Regions from separate parts of the Oryctolagus cuniculus genome. Here regions 2 and 3 are each linked to region 1. A link is a contact called in public Micro-C data. All regions are on one chromosome and are shown on one strand. The core of a region is the stretch at or near the end of the contact, and the rest is flanking DNA. Distances in the headings are between cores, read along the strand shown. Region 1 holds the start of CDK13 (cyclin dependent kinase 13). Region 2 holds the start of SUGCT (succinyl-CoA:glutarate-CoA transferase). Region 3 holds the start of RALA (RAS like proto-oncogene A).

Evidence for each region. Hi-C and Micro-C count contacts between places; a contact is called where the count stands out from the background.
Region 2: a contact with region 1 is called in a Micro-C map of ear pinna, with 3 times the contacts expected there. The contact joins the promoter of SUGCT here to the promoter of CDK13 in region 1. A contact is called at or near these places in 3 of 6 Hi-C or Micro-C datasets (ear pinna, psoas muscle and an unstated tissue).
Region 3: a Micro-C map of ear pinna shows a contact between it and region 1, with 4 times the contacts expected there. The contact joins the promoter of RALA here to the promoter of CDK13 in region 1. A contact is called at or near these places in 3 of 6 Hi-C or Micro-C datasets (ear pinna, skin fibroblasts and an unstated tissue).

The regions. Positions count from the first base shown.
Region 1 is chr16:29,884,636-29,887,842 of mOryCun1.1, forward strand. CDK13 (cyclin dependent kinase 13) reads left to right here and starts at 1,610. Exons shown (of 14, transcript XM_070059760.1): 1 at 1,610-3,207. The coding sequence starts at 2,612.
Region 2 is chr16:30,047,112-30,050,318 of mOryCun1.1, forward strand. It overlaps SUGCT (succinyl-CoA:glutarate-CoA transferase), which reads left to right and starts at 1,705. Exons shown (of 14, transcript XM_017344447.3): 1 at 1,705-1,939. The coding sequence starts at 1,840. MPLKIP (M-phase specific PLK1 interacting protein) reads right to left here and starts at 1,740. Exons shown (of 3, transcript XM_008261671.4): 1 at 1,622-1,740; 2 at 1,028-1,531. The coding sequence starts at 1,366.
Region 3 is chr16:29,738,059-29,741,265 of mOryCun1.1, forward strand. It overlaps RALA (RAS like proto-oncogene A), which reads left to right and starts at 1,649. Exons shown (of 5, transcript XM_002713768.5): 1 at 1,649-2,029.

The DNA.
Region 1 (3,207 bases), core at 360-2,859:
GAGCTCAAAATGTTTCATTCACCCCTTCCCAAGATACAGTCTTTGAGGAAACATGTGAGTGGTAGACTTCACTAAAAATATTTCAGTACTTATTTTCTGTTTGCAGTTTGGATTGTGAAGTATTAATATACTACAGATCAAATTTTCTTTGCAAGTATGCGATACAAGATGATATTCTCAAATGGAACTGGTTATAGATATGGGGGACTTCCAGATAAACCTACTATTATGTTCTCTTTGTTTTGTTGTTCCAGGCTTTTAAAACCAGGGTTATAGGGCAAGTTGATTGACTGGAAAAAGCCACTTGATAACTAGTCTTCAGGAGACTAGCTATAGGACCCTGGCTCATCAATAATGATGAAGAGAAATTTATTTTAGATAGCTTGTCTCCTAAACTTCCCAATGCCCTTATCACTCTTCCCCCCACTGGTTGCACAGAGGGTCCCACTGTGTGATCCACACAGGCCTGCCACTCTGACTTTAAGATCACCTATTGCTTTGCTTCTTACTTTATCCTGCAGCAAACAAACACCCTTTGTATTCTGTCAGTGACGTCTGATTTTAGCTTAGGTAGGTCAAAGCTGATTAAAATTATTTACTCTAAGGGATAATGGATAGACACCAACTGCTTAAGAACTAAGAACCAACTGATGATCTGAACAAATAACCTTGTAAAGGCCAAGCAACCATTGAACAGTTTAGCTTTCCTTCCTAAACAAAAAGCCAGTAAGCCGTTTAGATTCTAATCTAATTATCCCGAATGCTGCAAGAACAATCTTGCTAAAGCAAGAAATGAGAGGAGGTCACTATACGGTTATGCTTGGCAGCCACATTCGCTTAGACACGAAGGCGAAAGTGTGTGCGCGCGGGGTGTGTGTGTGTGTGTGTGTGTGTGTGTGGTGGGGGGGAAGCCATCTGTAAATTCTGGGATTTTCAGCATCCGACAATCAATTTATTCCCTAAACTGATTTAAAGCTTTAAAATTTTTTTCAAGTAAACTTCAGTGTTACCGAAGTACGAGACTGTGACTCCAGTGTTTTTGGGTTGGGATGGATCCTCCAACTTGGCCGTCTGTGAGACAAGTTAAGCTAACGTCATCCCCGCCCTCTTTTGTGGGGCCTCCTCTCCTTCTCTAGCAGTTGTTCCAATCCCGGCGTCTGGCTGAGGGTAGACCGGGGGTGACTGCCCGGTCCAGAAAGCCACCAAACGCACTGCTGCTCTCGGGCTCTCCGGGGATCCTTATTCCCGTCGTGACCTTTTCCACAACAGGCCGGCAGTGCCGCGTCTGCGGAGAGGCGCAGCCAGCACCGCGCGCTAGACGCAAGCAACAGGCACGACAAGCGTGCCACCACCCGGACAGTCGCAGGCGACAGCAGTGGGCGGCGCACGAATCCTCTCCTTTCTTTAACCCTTCTTCACACAGAGTCCCACCCTCACCGGAAGCGAAGCGATCACTACACTACGCCACGTCCGGTGCGGACGGCCGGTCCCTGACGGGAGCGAGCACGCCAGTGCGCGGCAACTTTGTTCCCGCCTCCCTGGCCCCCCGCCACCACTTACCTTCGGCTCTCTCGGAGCGTGACGTGCGTGCGCGCTCCCGGCCTTCCGTCCAGGCCGAGGGGAAAAGCCGAGAGAGCGAGGCGAGAAGGAGGGGTTGTGGAGGTTAGGGCCCAACCAGCAAGTCCTGTCGCCCTCCCTCCTCCTGACGAGGAGCGGGGAGGGAAGGGGAGGAGCGAGCCGGGGCCGGCCGCGCACACCAGGAGCCTCCTCGTGGAGGGGGGGGAGCGGAGGGACGGGGCAGCTCCGCCACCTCTATTCGCGGCGGCGCAGGGAGAAGAAAGTCAGGGCTCGTAGCCACCGCCACAGACTCAGAAACGCCCCCGCCCCCATCTCCCCGGAAACAGCCCCCCGCCCAGCCCCGCACACTCGCTGCCCCGGCGGGGAGCCGCAGCCCGGTGGCCCCCACGTCGCGTCGCCTCGCCTCGCCCCGCCGCCCGTGCCCGCGGGCCGCAGAGTGCGCGAGGCCCTAGGCCGGGAGTTGTTGTCAGGCCCAGGCCACTTCCGAGGCGCCCTCGCTGTGGCGCCGCCACCCCGGGAGGACGACGTCGACGCGGAGGAGCAGGCGGCGGAGGCGTGTTGTTGTCTCGCCCACTCCCCTCCCCTGAACTCGCACCCGACGTCAGGGCGCGATGGAGTGAAGCGGAGAAGAAGGTGGTACTTCCGCGTTGCGCTGCCGGAGCCGAGAGCGCGGCCGAGGCCGCACCCCCACCCGCGGGGGCACTTGGAGGACTCCGGACTCCCCCGCAGGTCAGCGCCCAGCTCATCTGGTGTTTTTGCTGCCGAGAATAGGACCAGGAGCGCGATCGGGAGCTCCGCCGCCCGGATTCCAGCTTCTCCCAGGCCCGGAGGCCGCTGCGTACCCCACCGTGACCTGGAATCCAGGGACCCGAGTCCCGATCCGGATTATCGTGGCGCGTTTCCCGGCCGGCCCTGGTGCTCGGTGTCCCTCCGCCGCCGCCGCCGCCGTTCCCGTTTCCGGCGGGGAAGATGGCTAGGATCTGACCCGGGAGGAGGCCGCACCCGCGCCGCGCTCTGCGGCGGGCTCTAGGCGATGCCGAGCAGCTCCGACACGGCGCTGGGGGGAGGCGGGGGCCTGAGCTGGGCGGAGAAGAAGTTGGAGGAACGCCGCAAGCGGAGGCGATTCCTGTCCCCTCAGCAGCCGCCGCTGCTGTTGCCGCTCCTGCAGCCGCAGCTCCTGCAACCGCCGCCGCCCCCGCCGCCTCTGCTCTTCCTGGCTGCTCCCGGCACGGCCGCCGCCGCAGCCGCCGCCGCCGCGGCCTCCTCCTCTTGCTTCAGCCCGGGCCCCCCTCTGGAGGTCAAGCGGCTGGCGAGAGGCAAGAGGCGCGCAGGAGGGCGGCAGAAGCGGCGCCGCGGGCCCCGCGCCGGGCAGGAGGCGGAGAAGCGTCGGGTCTTCTCGCTGCCCCAGCCGCAGCAGGACGGCGGTGGCGGTGCTAGTAGCGGCGGGGGTGTGACCCCGCTGGTGGAATACGAGGATGTGAGCTCCCAGTCCGAGCAGGGGCTGCTGCTGGGGGGGGCCAGCGCGGCAACGGCAGCGACGGCTGCCGGGGGAACGGGGGGCAGCGGCGGGAGTCCGGCCTCCTCCTCCGGCACCCAGCGGCGCGGGGAGGGGTCGGAGCGCAGGCCCCG
Region 2 (3,207 bases), core at 455-2,954, 160 kb after region 1:
CTTTCCTTGAAATTTCCATTTTTTTTCCTTAAAAAAACTTAATTTTAAACCCCTATAGCTTTAAAGTCTCCTGAATCTTTCATGAAAAAATATTTTAAAATATTTCTTAAAATTTATTTTCATTCAATTTGAAAGGCAGAGAGAGACAGAGACAGAGGGAGAAATAATAAGATTGAATCATCCACTGATTAACGTCCCAGATGCCTACAGCAGGGCTGAGCCCAGCTTAAGTCAAAAGACAGGGACTCAGGTTTTCCCACGTTGAGTAGTAGGGGCCCAAGTACTGGAATCATCACTGCTGTGTTTCAGGGCCGGTATTAACAGGAAGCTGGATGGATGATGCACCACGTGGCTACTGAATTGCTCTGCCAAAGGCCTGCCCCATGAAAATTTTCTATATTCTTAGCTCCAGGCTCAAAGAGACAGGGTTGGGTCAGCAGACATAAAGTTGGAAAACACCAAGTGGACACAAATTGCATATGAGGAAATCCTGGACCCATCTTTTCTTGTACACAGATGGAAAACTTCCACTACCACCGATTTTCCCTTGAGAGAGAACTTGGAACAGAAGCCAGAATAATAGCTTGAAAAATATATAAATAAATAAATACAGGTAGAAAAGAAAAAAGAAAAGGGGGCTGCTGCAGGAAGATGGCAGCAATCTGAAACTAGGAGAGACTGTATCCTAGGTATCCACTTTTCATTTTTTTTACTGAGCACAGGAGACTAGACTAATTCAGTGAGATAAACTGGTAAGGGCCTCAGACAGGGAGAGGAAACGGAAAATTAGGACAACCTGTGTCTCCGAGTGGCAGTGAACTGGTTAAATACAACAGGACGTACGATTCTGCCACATTTTAGGATAATCTTAAGACAACAACTTTAAGCCTCAGTTTACTCATCTGAAAAATAGGGTAAACAATAGTATCACCTCATAGAGGAGTAAAGAAAAATAGCTCACGTAAAGGGATTAGCAGTACCACGCCTGCCATACAGCAAGAGCTCGGCAAACGCTGGCTATTATTACCTGGGGGTGGGTCTGCTGCTGCCCTGGGGAGTAGCCGAATTGCTGCTGGGACCCCGCGGGGGACTTGGAGTAGGAGCCAGGGTAGCCGCCAGGAGACGGAGACCCGAACCGGCCCCCCGAGAAGCTGCCGCCGTGTCGCGGAGAGTGGCCGCTCCCGTAAGGCCTAGATCGGGGCCCGTACGGCGGCGTGTGGTGCGGGCTCCCGTACCCGTCCCGAGGGGAGGGCGGCCGCGGTCCGCCACCGCCCGGAGTACCCCGGAAGCTGCTCCCGCTACCCCAACTTCCGACACCCGGGCCGGGATAAGGAGGAGTCGGGGGTCGAAAATTCTGTCTGTTCATATCGCGCTGAAGCCGAGCACCTCGCTGCCGCGCTTTCCCACCGGAACTGCACCAGTCGACCCTCCTCTGAGAACTGGTCGTCCTTCACCAAAACAGTTCGCCTGTCGGCAGCGCGCTGCAACACATTGGTTCCGGCATCGAAAGGTTCCGCAAGGGACTGGCGTCCTAAATAAGTCACTGAGTTAAGTGGAGATTGAGTGGACTTAAGTGAAGGCGAGAGGAAGAAAAAAGATAAAGGAAGGGCCAATAACCTACCCCTTTCCTTTAGGCTGTTCAGTCCGGCGGTTCTTGGTCGGACTGACAAGCGAGCCCACACCACCAGGGTGGCAACCCGAGGCGGGGCAAGCTCGGCCCCGCCCCGTACCGCTCCGAGTGGGGCGGGATCGGAGGAGCCCGCGTGCGCCCCCAGTGGCGGCAGAAGACGCCGCGCCGGGTTCTCTCACACCGGGCAGACGCTGTCTGAGAGGAGCGCGATGCTGGCGAAGCTGGCAAGGGTGGTGGTTCTGCCGAGAACCCGCCTCCTGTCCGGCCGGGGCGGCGGGAGGGGGCTGTGGACCGGCCGCCCGCAGTCAGGTACACTCCGACTCTCGGTCCGGGCGGCGACAGGGACCCCTGCCCCAGCTTCCCTCTTGGGGCATCCTGACAGAGCCCGCGCTTTCGTGATGTTGCCCCGAAGCCCACAGTTTGGCTTTTCTCGCCTCCCGGTGCCCTGGCTCTGTGGCCCCGCGGCCAGACTCGCCCGGCTTTCTGGCCGCCTGGTGGTCGCTCTGCCCGGCGCCCGCGGCCCAGGCCAGGCTCGTCCGAGCTAGTCCGGCCCCAACGCGGGTACCCTTGGCGCGCGCCTCTGCACTCTGCCAAGTTGGCATTAACTTTAAACCTGGGCACCCAGCTGCATTTCAGAAAGGACTTCAGCCTGCTGCTTGGAATGACTTAGGGGAGAAGTTGTGCTAACAAAAACTGAACTTTACCCCTTTCAGTTCTTGTTCAGTGGAAGAGGGTTAAGGAGGGGGTTAGGAACAGAGGCACCGATTTATTTAAAATAGCAAAATATGGCCAAAATTCTTGATATATTGTTTTGTAAATTTTTAAGAAAAGTGTGACAATTCAAGAATGATATCTCCTGTTTAATAAAAGACGTCGTAGTACCAGGCACCTGTCCCTGAATTATATTTATAGGATGAAATTTAGATTTACTGGTTTTCTAGAATTTTCTCTACCTTCTCAGAATTTGGGAATGATAGTCTACCATGAATCTGGAAATCAGCTTGTAGGATACAGAATCCTAAAGACCTGTAGGACTCATTAAATCATAGCCTACCGGGAAGTCCAGACCTGTGGTTTTCCTTAAGTCTGCACCCTCCTGCAGCTGCCTCTGCTCCCTGTGTGCTGTAAACGAGTTCTGTGATATGCTCAGCTGAAGAGTGTTGGCATCTTCTCAGCTTCCGTTCTCCTTGATGAATGGAAACACACACAGGTTTTTTGATTGGTTTATTCTGGGAGAATTAAGTTTGCCACAGTTCTTTTCTACTGTGGATTCGACTTGCAATGTCAAAGCAGAGTAATCCCATCAAGACTTGGTGATGCAGTTAAGGAGTAAAGACACCAGCCTGTCCGCTTTATTGTATAGTTCTGCCCCAGTCAAAAATTGGAATATTGTCTTTGATGTTTAGCTTAATGTCTGGCAATTGGGTACTCGGATATTTATTGAATGAGTTAAAGGGTCACATATGTCATATACAGTAATACAAAATTTATGGAAAATGGACTTAAAAGTTTGTTTTTGTCCAATTTTTAAAAAATCCATGCATTCAACGAGTCATCAGAAAGTTCACAAAAAATGT
Region 3 (3,207 bases), core at 399-2,898, 150 kb before region 1:
GCACAAATACATGCTAAGTAGGAAAGTAGATGTCAGAATACTGACCTGTGGATGGACATGTATCATCACATGGGGTCTATAAAAAATGTCGTATTTTAGTAATCTTCCCAAGTAAAAGCATGGAGAAAGAAGTTGTTTTCAAACGATTCTCCATGAAGTGCAGCGGTCTGCTTGGACATGGTACTGTAAGCCCATGGTGTTTCTAACTTCAGCCCAGCTGCCCCTTACACCTCTAGACGCATACAGCAACTGCCACTAGGTAGCACCACTGGCACTTCAAACTTCCAGGGCCAAAATCAAGCTCCCTTTCTGCAAAAAGAAGTTCCAGAGTCCCTAGCTCGCCCTTATTTCATCCGGTATAGCATACCTTAATCCTACTCCTCCCCTAAAACAAAGTAAGGTCCCTTTATTGCCACTTCCCTTCTCTTACCCAACAGCTTCCTCCAGAAATACATATTCAAGTCGCTGCCTCTCAGGTGAGTCCTTAGATTTTCTCTTCTTCTGCGGTGGCCCTTTGTCTCAAGTTCTCTCCTCGTCCTGCTCCTCCCCTCAAAAAATCCGTTCTCCACCAACAGAACAGTTTAGGTTGAAATTCTGTCCAGGGTCCTTCCTCTACATTGCCTCACCAGAGAATGGAACAGTCATGCTCCATTTGACTCCTGTATGCTTCTTCAACCTCATCTTTTTCAGCAACGCAGCCTTGAACTTTAAGACCTGTAATTACTACTTAAGTCTTTTCAACACACGCTATTTGTCCTGGTGCTACAGTGCATTCTGCCTGGATCCCGATTTGTCATCCGACCCCTGATTTTGTGCTTGGAAATGCTACCTATCTTCTAAACTCCCAGAGTTCACAAAAGCATCCTACTCTTTCCTCTACATTCCTCGATAAAACATACTTCCAAACACAAGTACTTGCTTTCACAACTGCCTTCTAGAATGGGCCTTTCTCGAATGGGTAAGAAAAGCTCCTATTTGGTACTAAAATGGTTTGTGGGGAGATAAGAATCTGCAGCTGCAACCCGGATGTTAGGCAAACGGATTCAAACATACGGAGAAATTTAAATGAAACAACCGATTTAGTCAACTTTTCACTTAAGCTATCAAATCACAGCACCAAAAGGGCTGCAGGATGACCTCAAAGCTACATGAACTTACAGAGGCGCAAGGGGGCCTGAGACCCCTCAGACAGGGCCCGCAGACCATCCGCAGAGGCGAATTTTGCAGGGGTCAACAGTGAGCTAGGAGGCTCAGGCCAGCCCGCGGAGACCCTCCAGCCAGGGCAGGCGCCTGACCACCCTCCTGGGATTCGGCCCACAACGAGCCACGTCGCTGGTTCCACTGGAAAACCCCAGCCAGCGACCCGCGCAGCCTCCCAGTACCCTAAGTCGCCGGGGAAGAAGAGGGCTGCCCCCATTAAAACCAAGATGGCGGCCTCCGCTCTCCCCTTTCTCCCCGGGAACCCCCTCCTAGTCCCCAGAAAAGAGACAAGGACGTCGCGGCGCGACGCCGAGATCCGGGCACCTCCGCCGAGGCCCGCGGCCACTCCCGGGTCCCCGGGAGGTGACTTCGCCTCGCTGGGCGCTGAAAGCCCGGTGGAGGATCGCTCGAAAGGCAGGGCACTCCGCCCTACGCGGCAAGGGGCGGAGGCCAGCCAGCCCGCGCCTCCCAAGCCATTGTTCTTCAGCCCAGGACGGCGATCGCCCTCCTCTCCGCCCGCGGACAGGAAGTCACTCTCCAGCCGGCCCCACCCCGCTCCCCAGCGCCCCGGAAGTGATCTGCGGCGGCTGCTGCAGAGCGGCCAGGAGGAGGGTGGATCTCCCCAGAGCGGAGTGGCAGAGTCGTCCGCTTTCCCCTCCTCCTCCGCCTCCTCCTCCTCCTGCCGCCCAGGCTCCGCCGCCGCCCGTCGGACTCCTCCTGCCGCTCCCGGCGCGGAGCCTCCCAGACAAGGGCCGAGCCCCCTCCGGCCGGAGCCAGCGCGGCCGCGGCTTCAGAAGCCCGCGGGGCTGCGGACCGGCTCGAGGTGCAGGTGAGCGATGCCTGCCCGGGCCACCCCGGGAGGGCCTGGGGGACCGGAGCGGCGGCGGGGGTGTGTCCGGGTGGCGGCGGGCCCAGGCCCAGGCGCAGCGTCCGGCTGCCGAGATTGCACATTCCGGGTTAGAGCTGCGGTACGAGCCTGGGCTGGAATCCTGGGGGCCATGGGTTCGCCGCCGTGCGGGCGAGTGCACCCCCTGGGAGCGAGCGGCGAAGTCCCCCGAGTTGGCCTCGCGCGAAGGTCACCTCGCATCTCTGGCACGCCGCACCGAGGTCCCCGCCCGGGCGGTGCCGGAGACCTGGGGGGACCCTCTGCCGCCGCAGTCCCCGCGCCTCACTGCGCCCCTCTCCTCCTTCCCTTTCTTTCCACTCCTTGCCTGTATCGGAGCAGTTGCCTTTTAAGCGTCTCCGCCAGGGTTTTGTGCCAGTTACAGGGATGGCTTTTTCAGACCGGAGTCATTAGACGCTCCACACCGAACTGAACAGCTGGCCCTGGGCTGTAGCACAGATTTAGCCCACGTTCAGGTAATCAGCCTCTAGGAAGAGGAAGGCAGCGTGGATGTTTGGGGTGGGCGGGTGGTTGTTTGCTCTGTGATTCGTTCCTGAAAGATTTCCAGAAGTGGAAGATGTGATTTGTGTGCTTCAGTCCGAGCAGCCGTGTGTAAGTCGGCGGAGGTGCCGGCGCTCGGGGATGGGCAGTGCCGTTTAAGGTTTAGAGAGATTTAGGGAGTAAACTGGGCTTTGCTTGGAAACCTGAATGTCCAGAACCGTGAGCGCTCACCCAGGTGTCGTAGGGGTAGTGCGAGAACTCCAGTGCCACGCCCTAGGTGTCAAGCTGAAAAGCACCTTGATTTACAAATCGTTGATGGTGGTGGTGGTGGTTGGGGGTGGGCGCACGGTTTATAAAGGCGTGTCCTAAGTGCATTCTTTTCCTGGGAGAAATTACAGCTTTAATCATGTTCCAAAAATTGAATACAAAATTTTTAAAAAGCTTACCGCAGAAGGAATTCCTTTTAGCTTATGTATACTAGTGAATTTAAATTTATCTTATTAACGTATGTTTTTGTCTGTTAATACATTATTATCATAAAATGACTCTTGTGACTTAAATCGTTGTTTTTAAGCCTTTGGTTTCTTCAGGGCAGGAGCCATGTCTTACTCATCATTGTGTTT